2 separate regions of the Mus musculus genome follow, and region 1 is linked to region 2. A link is a contact called in public HiChIP or PLAC-seq data. All regions are on one chromosome and are shown on one strand. The core of a region is the stretch at or near the end of the contact, and the rest is flanking DNA. Distances in the headings are between cores, read along the strand shown. Region 1 overlaps Pdc (phosducin). Region 2 overlaps Pla2g4a (phospholipase A2, group IVA (cytosolic, calcium-dependent)).

Region 1 (7,324 bases), core at 4,041-6,540, 410 kb before region 2:
GCATACCAAGGAAGGCTGTAGTGGGTACAGGCAGGAGGATTGTCAGAATGGAAAGAATCTTATTAATTTGTAGATAGAGGAGTTTTATGATACCAGGGTAGCAGGAAATTACCAACAATTTGTGTTTTTTTCAAACTCTTTGATACTGAATTAACAAATAACAAATCCCGGGTCATTTCATTTTAAGCTAATTTATTTAGTCAAATGTTTTTAAATTATTCTTTCTGACTAGATGGAGGTATTACTTAAATTCAGTAAAAGTCTCTATAAGAACAGGAGATACTTATAGATTTAATCTTACTTCAATAATTATGTTTTCTCTGCACATTAGTTACCTGTGTGCGTGGCCTGTCCTTCAAAATCTTCTTCTAAGCTTTGGCTGGCGGCTTCTTCCATTTTATGGGTTGGGTTTGGTGTAGTCTGTATGATGAAAAAGAACCAGTAAGGCTGATAAGTTCCGGAACACACATGCAAGCACATACACATCCTTAGAAACATGTGCATGTGTTTATAATCCCCTGATGTCACCTTTGTGGAGTAAGGGTTTTCACTATGGGAAAGAGTGTGTTGAATGTTTCTGTCTGCATTGTAAGAGGACATTGATTTAGCAAGTACTAAATAGTACTACTAAAGATATTTGTATAATTTGTGGTTTGTCTTTTGAAGGTTTATGTTTTATTTTTTAAAAAATTTATTTATTTATTTATTTATTTATTTATTTATTTATTTATTTAATGTGAGTACACTGTAGTTGCCTTCAGACATACCAGAAGGGGGCATCAGACCCCATTACAGATGGTTGTGAGCCACCATGTGTTTGCAGTCAGTGTTCTTAACCACGGAGCCATCTCTCCAACCTGAAGGTTTATGTTTTCATTTTGGGTTTAGGTACCTTGGTGAATACTATTGATTAATAAATTCCTTATTTTTATTACTACTTGTCAAAAGATTTCATAAGGCTCTACCCCAATATCTCATATAATGAAAAATTCTAATTAGTCGAATGTTTGCTATTTTAGTGCTATTGCTGTGAAGAGATACCATGACCAAGCCAACACTTTCAAAACAAAAGCATTTAATTAGGGCCTTTCTTACAGTTCCAGATGTTTTGTCCATTTTCATCATGGCTGAAACACGCAGACAGGTACTGGAGCAGTAGCTGAGAGCTACATCATGATCCACAGGCAGAGAGACAAAGAACCTTTGAAACCTCAAAGCCCACTCCTAGTGACACACTTCTTCCAACAAAGCCACACCCACTTCAACAAGGCCACACCTTCCAATTGTTCTAATCTTTCTCAAATAATGCCACACCCCCTTGATAACTAAACACTAAAATATATGAGGATTTGGGGACCATTCTTATTCAAACCACCACACTTACTATAAGCATTTTACTACAAGACGTGCATTTTCCAAGTACCTTATGTGACAAATTTATTTAATACTCTCCTAGCCCAATGTGGTAGGACATACGTAATTTCTTTTTAAAATTGTGGAAGCTGGAGAATTTGTCTTGCAAGTTTAGTACAGGATTTTAACCTAGACTATTTGACTTGGAGCCTACTCTTATCCATCACATTATTTGTTAAAGTAACTACTTTGGATTCTTTCTTCCTATGATTTGAAAAGTACAGTGTACTTCGTACTGAAAACAGTTACTAAGTTGTAAACAGTTGTCCTAAGAAACATTGCTGATCAATATTTAACATCTTTCAGTGCTAAAGAGTGAGTTTTGATGAAATGATTGCCCACCAAAGAAAGAAAAGGAGATAGTAAATATATTTTTTTCCTCCCACTACACTCTCTTATAATTTTGAGAAGTTAAAATGTTGCAGAAACCTCATGGCTAATTACTTCTTTATGCTTAGTTCACAGTAAAATTAATCTACTTACTTATTTATCGTTAATCAACTGGAAATTTTGGTTTATATACACTAGTATGTTCCCTAAGGGGTCCGTCTATAGAGTTGTGATTTCTCTGAAACTCCACTGGGGAAGCTCTGTGACATTGGCTATACCAAGTGTCTTTACATTTTCTCTTTTCTCCTTGTAACATCAGTTTTGAACACTGACATTTTCCAGTCTGGACAATAATTCCTTCTTAGCTTTTGTTGATTTATGCTTCAGTATCAGAGTTGGTTTCTTTAGTGCTTGTCTTGACTCCTTTTGTGTCTTAACTTGTGACAATTTTTGGGTTGATCCTAGAATTCTGCTTCCTTTATTACAGTCCCTAACAGAATCAGCTGAGAGCAAAATTCTTTGCTGACTTGGTTTCCCATTTGAACAAGAAAAAGCTTTTAAGTAAGCTATTAAGATTCTATAATGGTTATATAATCATAAGTATAATTAAGAATGGTGAATTTGTAATAATATACAGAGAACGGCTGGTGTTCATACTCCATGAGGAGTACAATTTCTGTTCATTTGCAATTAGAAATATTAGATTTATTTAGCTATTTAAAAAAGATAGTGAATTTGTATATTTTTATTAAAAAACAGAAAAAGAAAAAATGAAAGGGAAATATGTAAATACTGTTGGTTTAAGAAAAGAAATATAATGACTACAATTATATAAAACCATTTTTATTTCTAAAGAAACATGACCTGTTTTTTCTTCAAAGTAAAAGCAAAGAATAAAGAACTTGAAACATAGTTTATTATTTCAATTGCCTCTTAAGTTCTAGTAAAAACCAAAACAAAACAGTAACTTAATTAGCCTTTTCTTATGCAAGAGTAGATTATTAATTTGGCTATCTATAATTCTAAATAAATATGTATAAAACTAAGAACATTTAAATAATTCTACTTCAAGTATTGAAGACACAGAACTATAGCTTCCTTCTTGATTTATTATTTTTAATAGCTTAATTGTCAATCTTAGGTTATTCATTTTTAGGTCTAATTATTGAATTAGTGTATACTTATGTTAGACTGTGTTGGATAGTTCTCTGGGATGTGAATTTTGTTTAAAAAGAAAAATATTTTGGTAGAGTTTTCACTAATGCTAACACATAAGCCAATTGGACTGCCTTTCTTTGAGTTAGAGTATAAAAATTAACAAAGTTTTCTATGGTTTACTGCCAGAAAAAGTGTAAACAATTAGAAGAAAAATATTGAAACATGGAAACGTTTGTTTTTAGTATTCATGGTCTCTGTAGAAGACAGCATAAAATGAATATCACTCACTATTGATAGGTTCATTTTTATTCATAGTAATTCCCCCTCTACCACCTCCTCTAGGACTTGCTGGTATCCCAAATAATCTAATGTAGTAAATTTACATTGGCATCATACAAGCAGTTACATTGATATTCAAAAATAATGTATCCTGATACACAGAAAATAAATATTTTCTAAACAAGGCCTGAACAATGACAATGCCAGTTACCATATTGATTGTAAAAGGGGGAATATTGTAAGACCCCCTCACCCCTAGATAAAGAGCTACAGGCAATTAATGACTGCTAAGATAGGGAAAAATTGGTTTTCTACAGGGACAAGCCCTCTGATATATATATTAAACTGATTTAGTAGGATCTATCTATCTATCTATCTATCTATCTATCTATCTATCTATCTATCTATCTATCACAATTAAAGAATAAGAGCCCATCAAGCTGAGAGAGAATGGAGAGACACATAGGATGAACCGGAGAGGGGAGAGTGTGGGGTTAAAATGATGTAAATTATGTAAATGCAATAATTTTGTATGAATAATAAAAATGTGTTTAAAAGAAAATAAATGTGTCTGTTGTATAAACTAAAATTTATCTTAAGTATTGTTAGTTAAAAAAAATCAGCATTTGAGTCAAGCAGTGGTAGTGTATGCCTTTAGTCCTAGCACTCAGGGTGCAGAGGCAAGCAGATCTCTGAGTTCTAAGCCAGCCTGGTCTATAGAGTGAATTCCTGGACAGCCAGGGCTACACAGAGAAACCCTGTTTTGAAAACAATAGCTGGGCTGTGGTCGTGCACGCCTTTAATCTCAGCACTTGGGAGGCAGAAGCAGGTGGATTTCTGAGTTTGAGGCCAGCCTGGTCTACAGAGTGAGTTCCAGGACAGTCAGAACTATACAGAGAAATCCTGTCTCGAACTGCCCACCCTTAAAACAAAAAAAGAAAGGAAGGAAGGAAGGAAGGAAGGAAGGAAGAAAGGAAGGAAGGAAGGAAGAAAGAAAGAAAGAAATAAAATAAAATAAAATCAACATTTGGCTTGAAATTGTATGAGTAATGGATTTTTAATTAACAATGATATTATTATAAGCCTTTGATGCCAATGAGAATGTTTTTATGTGACTGGAAATTGATGTTAAAGTGGAGCAAGAAGACAGAATACAAATGCTAACTTCATCAACATTTACTGTCTGAAAGAGTTATTGAGTTTTGCATCTTAGCGAGATGTAAAAATCTGTGACCCTGCTTCTTGTTAATGTTGGTCTGTTAGAATACTGTTTGTTTGCTTGCCTGCTTGCTTCCTTGTTGGTTGGTTTTGAGACAGGATCTTATGCATCCCAGGTTAGCCTGGAACTTGATCTGTATCTGAGGATTAGCTTGAACTTTTGATTTCCCTGTCTTTCTCTTCCCCTGTGTGCTGTGTAGAAGCAGGTGTATAAATTGAGACCAGGGCTTTCTGTATAGTAGGCAAGTGCTCTACTGACTGAACTAAAGCTCCTATTATACTTACTTAATTAATAAAAAAATTTAAATGTATTTACTAACTGTGATAGAATTAAAGAACTACTTCTGTCTGTCCATCTCTTTCTTTGTTTATGTACAAGTTTGTGGTGTGTGTGTCTGTGTGTGCCACACCCACTACAGTAAATACTGCGTGGCAGGCCCAAAAGCTTGGATGAAGTCCCGAAGCAAAAAGTTTCACGGAAACTTAGTCTTCTAAAGCCTTGGCATCCCATATCAGGAATGCACCAAACTTGTCATTGTGTTAGTCGGTGAATGGATCTGTCTGCTTTCCTTCAATATTGTTTTATTATAAGTGCCTCTAAGGAATGATTTTTGACATATAGCTAAGTTAGATCAGCCTCCACCAGTGTTCCAATATACTAGGAAATCGTTGAGCCAAACTTGGGCTTTGATTTTTGTAAGAATGTTACTCATTCAGATGAAAAGCCTCCAGTGTTGACAGAGAGACAGTGAAAGAAATCAGGCATTACAATTTACTGGAATAGAGCTAGAAATCTCAGGGCTAGTCTACAAAGTATACTTAGAACAGCTGAGTCACTCCCATACACAGGAATTTACAATGGCCTAGGAAGAAGGAAGGTTTTGGCCTAAGAAGGAACTAGAGTAAACACTTAGAACAACCGCTGACTCACTCCCATACACAGGAATTTACAATGGCCTAAGTGGAAGGTGGATTATACCATAGACTAGAATTGGAACTATGGCAAGGGCATGAAGCCCTTGCCCTGGCTTCTAAGAATAAACTGACCTTAGGTGGGGCTGTTTTTGACCCCAGTTGTTAACATTGATTTTTATCCCAGTTGGTTCCTGTTAGCTTTTATGTATGCATTCCTCTGTATTGTTGTAAAAGTCATTTTGCATCAGGTACCCTCCATGTACCTTGGATGACCTTAATGTATCACTTAACTTCCTTGTCTCCTTCTATAATATAAGTCTGATGCTCAGCTTTGAAAAATTACATTCAGATCAACACTCTCTTGTGTTCTCTCCTGTTTGTCTGTCACTTTTCGCAGACTCCTTGCTCACCTGAATACCGGAACCCTGATTCTCTTGCGGGTTGAGGGGCCGACTGAGTCCAGTCTGAGGCATGTGTGTGTGTGTGTGTGTGTGTGTGTGTGTGTGTGTGAATCAAAGGGAGTGCACTCACTTGTGTAGGGTACATATGTGGAGGCACAAGCTGACATCAGAATGCTTTTCTTTTGTTCCAGTTGCTTAAGAAGCCCTATGATTGATTGGCCTGCTCTGCCTGCTCTCCCTCGCTGCTGGCATTATAGATGCCCACCACCACTGGTTAAGTGTGTGCCAGGGATCCAAACTCACACCTCTATGTTTGTGCAGCAAGCATTTTACCCATGGGTTCATCTCTCCAGTCTTCGAGGAACAGTTATTCAGTAAGGTGGCTGAAACTAGCAAAAGCGTGAGATGGATAAAACCCATAACTTCCTGTTTTCTCTTTACTATCACAAGAAAGCTGGATTTCATGCCATGTTCTGTGTTCCATGAGAGTCACACTGCATCCAGTCACCTTTGTCACAGTTCCTCTTCTCCCCTTTTCCCATTGTTAGTCATATATCTCCTACGTGTCTGCTTCTCTGTTCCAAGGTGACTGTGAGCTAATCTGATCAACTAAGCCAGGCTAATGTTCTCACCAGTAGTAATTCGTTCATTGAGATAGATAACTCCTGCCACAAATATCTCCTCCAGTGTCATACTGGGCTCCTATAGAAAGCATTTTGTATTTCTTAACAAAACAAGCTACTGGTTGATTTCACTTGAAATAGGCTTGACAACACTCCATCAAGATTGTATAAGGACTACTGGATCTGTGTAACTCTTCTTTCAAATCAGAAAGATGGAGGGGATTATTTGCCCAAAGCCATATTCTCTTCTGTTTACCAGTCCAGCCCACGGTTAGGATTTTAGACTTGAAAGAGGAGATGGGGTAGCACAAAATGTACCCTTAGGTCAGTTTCATTATACAGGATCACATTGTGCCTCATCTCTGTGAGCCTCTAAAATCACCCTCTAATTTATTGGTATGTATCTGCTCCTCAAAAGAAGAACTTGACTTCCTGTGGACCATGCATTTAAATACTTTGAATTGGAGCATACATAGTGCTACACTCTTGATTACTTAGATTTAAGTCTAGCTCTGCCAAACTTTAGCTAGACCACCTTGGGCAAATCATTAAAACTCTATTTGCTTTAGGTTTCATTCCTAAAACTGAGAGTAACAATTGTAACTACTTCAAAAAGTGTATGGAGAATAAATGCAAGGAATTATGTAAAGTGTATATAGTATTTAGTATTGGTCACTTAATATGTTTGGGGTAAAAAATAATTTGTTAATTACTGAATAATAAAAAATTGAAGCCTAAGTAAATTTAATAATTTATATAGTAAACCAAATCTAAATTTTATTTAAGAGCCAATGCCTATATGTTCTGCTTATACATAATTATCTTTCCCGTCAAAGATCATGTATCATATATTTTACCCCTCAACTATTTTATATGTTCCTATTTCATTACTGACTGGGTACTTTATAAAAGTACTTTGATTTATATTTCATAAGCAATATTCGCTGCAAGGCATTTGAGAACATATAAAATAAAACATTAATCTTG
Region 2 (6,922 bases), core at 827-3,326:
ACTGTGTTGTATATTTTGCATTCTAGCTATCAATCATTCTTAACACACCAATGAGTGCTCGTGTGACTTTTTATGCTCACACTCAGGGAAAGCAACACTCAATTAGCACATTTCTAATTCACTTTGGGTTTGACTTTGGGTCTGTTTTGGTCAGTTTAACACAAGTTGAGGTCATATGGGAACCACTGCACAGGTGATTCCAGGTCATGTTATAAAGCAAGCCATTGTGAGCAAGTCAGGAAGCAACATTCCTCTATGGCCTCTGCTTTAGTTCCCACCTTTAGATTCCTGCCCTGCCTTCCCTTTGTGATGGACTGAAATAAGTAGGAAATGAAATGAGACCTTTCTCCCCCAAGTTGCTTTTGGTCTTGGTCTTTGACCATAGCAAGAAAAAGCAAACTTAAGACCAAGCCCCAACTCATTAAAGGTAATGAGTGTGGGTGGTCTCCCCCTTTCCCTAAGAAACTACAAGAATTCTAGGTGTTTAGAATTTCCTATAGTGCAGAAGGAAAGCCTGCAGCAAGCATTGATGATGACATCACTGGCTTCCATCTTCAGGTCCATGGTTTTATGGATCCTGGCCTTCTGCTTTTGTCAGGAAATGAAATCCCTAAGGGAAGACTTCTTCTTAGTTTGTATAACAATAAAGAGCACTTGTGAACCTCCATAGGATAATGATGTTGAGCACAGACCCATGGCTACCACACAGTGGGTGAGAGCATAGCTTTCTTTTTTTTTCCAATTTTTTATTAGGTATTTTCTTCATTTACATTTCAAATGCTATTCCGAATGCCCTCCATACCCTCCACCCCCCACCCCCCGCTCCCCTACCCACCCACTCCCACTTCTTGGCCCTGGTGCTCCCTGTACTGGGGCATATAAAGTTTGCAAGACCAAGGGGCCTCTCTTCCCAATGATGGCCAAGTAGGCCATCTTCTGATACATATGCAGCTAGAGACACGAGCTCTGGGAGTACTGGTTAGTTCATATTGTTGTTCCACCTATAGCGTTGCAGATCTTTTTAGCTCCTTGGATACTTTCTCTAGCTCCTCCATTGGGGGCCCTGTGATCCATCCAATAGCTGACTGTGAGCATCCACTGCTATGTTTTCCAGGCATCGGCATAGCCTCACAAGAGACTGCTATACCAGGGTCCTTTCAGCAAAATCTGGCTGGAGTATGCAATGGTGTCCACATTTGGAGGCTGATTATGGGATGGATTCCCGGGTGCAGCAGTCTCTAGATGATCCATCCTTTCATCTCAGTTCCAAACTTTGTCTCTGTAACTCCTTCCATGGGTGTTTTGTTCCCAATTCTAAGAACGGGTGAAGTGTTCACACTTTGGTCTTTGTTCTTCTTGAGTTTCATGTGTTTTTCTAACCCTTTGGAAAGCAAGAAAGTTAAAACTCAGGTGAATTTCAGGAAAGATTGCCATCTTTTTTACAACTGGTTTTAAAATAGTGTGTGTGTGTGTGTGTGTGTGTGTGTGTAAAATACAAACGTATGCTCATGTGTGTTAATGTTTTGCATGCATACCACAGCCCGTATGTGTAGTCATAGAGCTCCACAAGTGTCAGTCAGTTATACTTTCCACCTTGTTTGATCAGCTCTTGTTCATAGCTTCAGATCCTGGCTACCTGACATACAAGCTTCCAGGAATTCTCCTTCTTTCTGTGAGGACATTGTGACACTTAGCGGCTTGCCTGACTTTATGTGTTCTGAGGATCCATAATTACATCACCACAACTGCACAAAATGCTTTTGTTTTCAACCTACTGAGCCATCTCCCCACTCACCTTTTCCAGTCTTGTTTTTAAAGCATCAACCTAAATTCCTCCTTTAAGTCCACCTAGTTAAAGCCTCTTCAAAAGACCACAAAGTCCTAGTGATTCCCCTACACAAGCGCCCTGTTTCTAGACAACCTACACGCCCTCCCTCTGACTTTGTTTACCTTGTCTTGGAAATGTGAACATTTCAGTTAGCATTGAGTTACTTATCTGTGTGCTCGATACACTGCCTGTTGTTGTGGAACCATTTCCTGTATCCACATAAAAAATGTAAATACTCTCAAACATCTCAACTAAGAGCTTAAGGAGTACTGGGGAAATAAATCAAATTCATGAGCCTCTTTTTGCTGCCTCAGTGAGGAGAGGATTGGAAAAATAGCTTTATGTTACTCCTCCTGTCCAGATTATAAATGTCTGTGTTATTTCTGTCCACATTTTATTAGACGTTTTCTGAAGCACACAGTATAGAGATTTTTATTAGTAATTATGTACTTTAATTACAGAATTTCAAATCTTATTCTTTGGAACTGACTAACCTTGCTCTTTCCTATCTGCTGCCCTGATGTGTGTATTTGGTAATTTCTTTCTCTGGGGTCAGCCTTTAGGTTATGACTGAATATGAGTTTTTTAAGAGTTTACTAATATGTTTGGAATGTTTTTGAGTCCACCCAAAAGTTTAAAGGGCTCTAAATCTAATGAAATTATTCCCCAGCGGTCATTTCAGAGGAGATAATTTCAAGATGAGTCAAGTGTCTCCTAACATGTTTATCTCACATGTCTTCGCTCTATGTGACAACGAAGAGAACGTGTTAGGCATGGAGAAGTACCAGGTGCTAAAGTGCTAAAGTGGAATGTTTTCCTCTTCTGCTTAGAATGACACATTCTATGTGAATTTTCAAGTAACTTTAGGAGTCCATTTAGGCATTTTCCTCTGCACTTAAATTTGAAGAGTTTTGTGTGTGTGTGTGTGTGTGTGTGTGTGTGTGTGTGTGTGTGTATTAATTTAAGTCTTAGGGGTTCAGTTAACAATACCATTGTCTATTTCAATAACCTTGGCTAGGTGGGATTTCACCCAGTTTAGAGAATTTCACCCTTTATTCAATAGAGTACGAAGAAGAGGGTTACAGCAGTATAGGTGTATATAGGTGGCATCGAAGAGAAAGTTCATTTTCTGTCCCAGTAGGGATCCCTGCACCCAGCCCATGTGCTGCTTTGAAGGCTCAGCCATCATTACTCATTTTGGCCCTCATCACTCCTGTCTCATACGGGAGCATCCTTGTGTTCCTGCTTTTACTTTTATCTATACTTTGAAAGGCCCATGTTCAGTCAAGTGAGAACAAAAGCTTATTTTCCAAATCTCTCTTACAGTTGAGTTATGTTCTCAGTCTTCTTTGCATGGACTAAAAGCATTCTATTTTTTGCTGAAAAAGTTTTAAAAGGCTGTGATTAAAATGTAAAGGAATTAAATTTTTTAAAAAATGAGATTAACCTTTCTTAAGTTCCCAAAATACTTTCTTAAAATATCTGTGTTGAATAAAATAGCCCCATGACTCTAAAGTTTTAAACATTTGTATAAACATGTCTAGCATATTATTTTTAATGTTTTAAAGTTTTTTCCTGAAAATAAAAAACTGTTATGTTTTTAGAGTTGTGTAGAACTGGAATGGCTAATTAAATATTACAAAGATATAGTTGGAATATCACCTAGTATCACATCTCCATCCTTAGAAGTTATTTTTTGTTTTTACAGCTCCTTGGATATATCAAAATACTTCAAGTTTTGCTGTTGTTGTTGTTGATTTTTTTTTCTTTTGGCCAAGGTTGATCTTGAACTCTATGCTCTGGGGATGAACTTAAACATCGTATATCTTATCATTCCGTCTCTGCCTCTCAAGTGTTGGGATCACAGGCATGCACTGTCATGTCTGGCTTCAGTGACACACTTGGATACATTTTCAGATAAAATTCAAACATAAACTGTAATAGCAACATGGGAATTTTGACTTTGGAAAAGAAATATTAAGGAAACATAAACAAGGGTTCTTGTAGCAATTTTCTTTCACTAAGGTCCTTACTGATAAATGCTGAGTGTCCCTGTGTAGTCAGGGCTTGCCAAGTCCCTCGAAAAATTAAGAGAAGCATCCTATTTGTGGCAAGGAACTACACTGAATGTGGCTTTCCCACCAAAGAGGAAGCTGTGCAGAGGCCAGAGCCAGCACTCTGTGTATTGCTAGGCTCACGTGGCCACTGTTTGTCAACTGTGTGACCTGGGGGAAGCTGCTCAGCCATTTCATGTCTATTCACCATTGACTGTTACCTGAAGTGACAGTTACATCTTCTTCTCGGGTTCCTTCACAGCATAACTATTTGTTAAATAACCAGAGGGGCTGAGCGAAGTTCTCAAGACTTATACTTCATGTCTTTCTGTGACTCTGTGAAACGTGGTGGAATATTGTTGTTGTTTTGGAGACATGGTCTCATGTAGCCCAGATTGGCCTTGAACTCACTACATAGGCTAGGATGACCTTGAATTTCGGATCCTCCTGCCTTCCCCGAGTGTTGAGATTGCAGGCATGTCTGGTTTGGGGAGTACTGAGATTTAAGTGGGGATTGAGCTCAGGGCTTTGTGCATATTGGGTAAACTAAGGTCCTTAAGTGTGTGCAGCAAGGACTTAACCAACTAAGCTGTCTCCCAAGACCTAAGAGTTACAACAAAAGCATTTTTGTTCCCTTCTAAATGGTACCACAGAGACTTAAATAAAATGGTCATACAAAAGCAACAAAAGTCGAATTTTGTTGGAGATCTGCAGATAGCATGTATTTTTTTCCACTTCAGTATTTTCCACCATTCACTGGTGTTACCTTTCAGTATTTTTAGCCCTAAGGATTACAGCTCTTAGCCTTTTCTGGAGGGAGCATGAGCTGATACCTATAAACACCTACCCTGATGCATTCCTGTTCTGGTAAGGAACTATTCAGGGAGACTCAGAATTTGTTTTTCAGTATTTCTTTGAAATACAGATGAAATACAAATGCACTTGGAAGAAGTGGCTGGCACTAATTTGTTTTGAGATACAAATCAAAAACAATGGGTGCTATATTACGAGAGTTATGGCATATTACTGAGGAGTGAAATGGATATATATAGTGGGGCCCACCTGTTCCTCAGTGCCCCTCATTATTAGATAACCTTTTATGATATTCATTATATTCTTGTGATGTTTTGTATTTCATAATTTGCTGTTGGCTTTGCCATTCCACCATTCAGTACTGGATAAGAAGTAATGGATCCCTGTTAGGATTTACAGTGTAGTACAGACAGGAATTACTTAAAATTGCTTTATTTGCTGCAGCTAGGAGTGTGGCTTAGAGAGACAGAGTTAAAGCCTGTTGTTTGTTTTCTGTCCATATATACTTCTGTGCATGTGTGTGATATGTGTGCCTATGAATGTCAGTGTGTGATATAGTGTGTACTTGTACACATACTCTTGTATAGACCAGAGGATGCTGCAGAGCATCCTTCTCTATCATAGTGTGTTTTCTTTGTCTATCATAGTCTGATTTCTTTGAGGCAATGTCTCTCACTGAATATGGAGCTTGTGATTTTAGGTCAGCCTGGTAGCCTGTAAGCTCTACAGATCCTCCACTCCATCCACTCTCAGTGGAGTACAGAGATGTGGGCATGTAAGGGAACGCAGCAGGCTTTTGATGTCAGTCCTAAGAGTCAAAGTCCACCCTCATACGTGTGCAACTAGTATTGTCAACCACTGAGCTATCTGTTCAGCTGAGTTGAAGTCTGTTTCTGAAGGATCTTGTTTGACTTGGTACATGTCCACAGGTCTGTCTTTTTCTCTGTGGTGGGAGTAGTTGTGTCTAATGAGTAACTTGAATCAAGTTACTTGTCTGTAGATGCATATATAGTAAGCTTGCTGGGAAAATGAATTTTAGTTGCCAGTTTCATCCTACAGGAAAGCAGAAGAGTCAATTCTTTGCCTAGGAAAGTAAGAACTAAATTAAGAACATGACCAGAAGACCTTATTCCCTTTAGTCCCAACTCTCTTGTCTTTGAGTTCTTTTCTTGAACATTCTTAGGACAATAGCAGTGGCTGGATAACTTTCAATCTAGAGAGAAAACAATGAGAGGTGCAAATCTGAAGTACAGCTCTGCTGTGTTAGCACAAAGATTTCTGCTCCCAGCCTGCATGGGCAGAATGTTTGAAACAAGGTGTGCTCTTTGGTTTCACTCAGGGTGCTCTTTGGTTTCACTGTTAAAGACCAACAATAGCATTGCAGTGTGGGGTAGAGGAAGAGTCGCTGACCATAGGGGAACTTGGGGGTTGGTGAAGGGTCTTTCTGGTTCATTTTTGTCCCCCGCCTCACCATATTTAGCCCTGGCATTGCAGGAAGTAAATTTAAATACTGTGCTCCAGAAATACAACTGTGTGGTGTTGTGAAGAGTGCCTGCTGAGTTATCCACTGCAGGATTTGGATTATATTATGTTCACGGTAACCTTGGTGCTTGGTGAACAAGGGTAGCAGTGTGCATGGAATTATTACTAACGAGCTAGATAGAAGGTCTTGACTCTAGCTGCATATGTATCAAAAGATGGCCTAGTTGGCAATCACTGGAAAGAGAGGCCCATTGGACACGCAAACTTTATATGCCCCAGTACAGGGGAATGCCAGGGCCAAAAAATGGGAATGAGTGGGTAGGGAAGTGGCGGGGGAGGGTATGGGGGACTTTTGGGATAGCATTCTAAATGTAATTGAGGAAAATACATAATAATAAAAAATATTTTTTAAAAAAGAAGGTTCATTTTTAAGATGTAAGAAACAAAAACTGAGGAGAAAATTGGATGTAAAAAGCTCAGAGGGAAAGGAAGCCACTCTGCTTTCTAACTCTCACAGCTGTAAATGATGGTGGCGCAAAGTCAAAAAAAAAAGCCAGGGAAAAGTACAAGGTTTACGTCTAGTTTTTGTTTTGTGTTGTGTTGCATTTTGAGAAAGAGAGATGGAAAGGATATGGGTTTGGTTTCTGCATACTGAAGGATTTTCCAGGTAGTAAGAACAGATTTATGGCCTCACAATGGAGATAGAAGATGTGGATGAGAGAGACACCAGTGCTCTGTGTAAGCC

What was found. HiChIP or PLAC-seq counts read pairs in DNA pulled down with a chosen protein or histone mark.
Region 1: a contact with region 2 is called in a FOXA1 HiChIP or PLAC-seq map of pancreatic cancer cells. The contact joins two enhancer-like sites. A contact is called at or near these places in 6 of 39 promoter capture datasets (the C10 cell line, cranial neural crest, embryonic stem cells and 2 more) and 3 of 115 datasets of contacts at active chromatin or transcription factors (embryonic stem cells and pancreatic cancer cells).

What each region holds. Positions count from the first base shown.
Region 1 is chr1:150,321,412-150,328,735 of GRCm38.p6, reverse strand. It overlaps Pdc (phosducin), which reads right to left. Exons shown (of 4, transcript NM_001159730.1): 2 at 336-420. The coding sequence starts at 396. It overlaps 2310030A07Rik (RIKEN cDNA 2310030A07 gene), which reads left to right. Exons shown (of 4, transcript NR_040603.1): 3 at 5,906-6,093. Among named protein-coding and RNA genes, the nearest start is that of Pdc, 5.7 kb to the right of the region's middle. Within about 2 kb of position 5,290, at least 15 of the 459 cell types and tissues checked have an H3K27ac peak or open chromatin away from gene starts, as enhancers often do. A contact at or near this core is called in pancreatic cancer cells, where this site is marked.
Region 2 is chr1:149,908,330-149,915,251 of GRCm38.p6, reverse strand. All of the region lies in intron 3 of Pla2g4a (phospholipase A2, group IVA (cytosolic, calcium-dependent)), which reads left to right. Among named protein-coding and RNA genes, the nearest start is that of Pla2g4a, 49 kb to the left of the region's middle. Within about 2 kb of position 2,076, at least 18 of the 459 cell types and tissues checked have an H3K27ac peak or open chromatin away from gene starts, as enhancers often do. A contact at or near this core is called in pancreatic cancer cells, where this site is marked.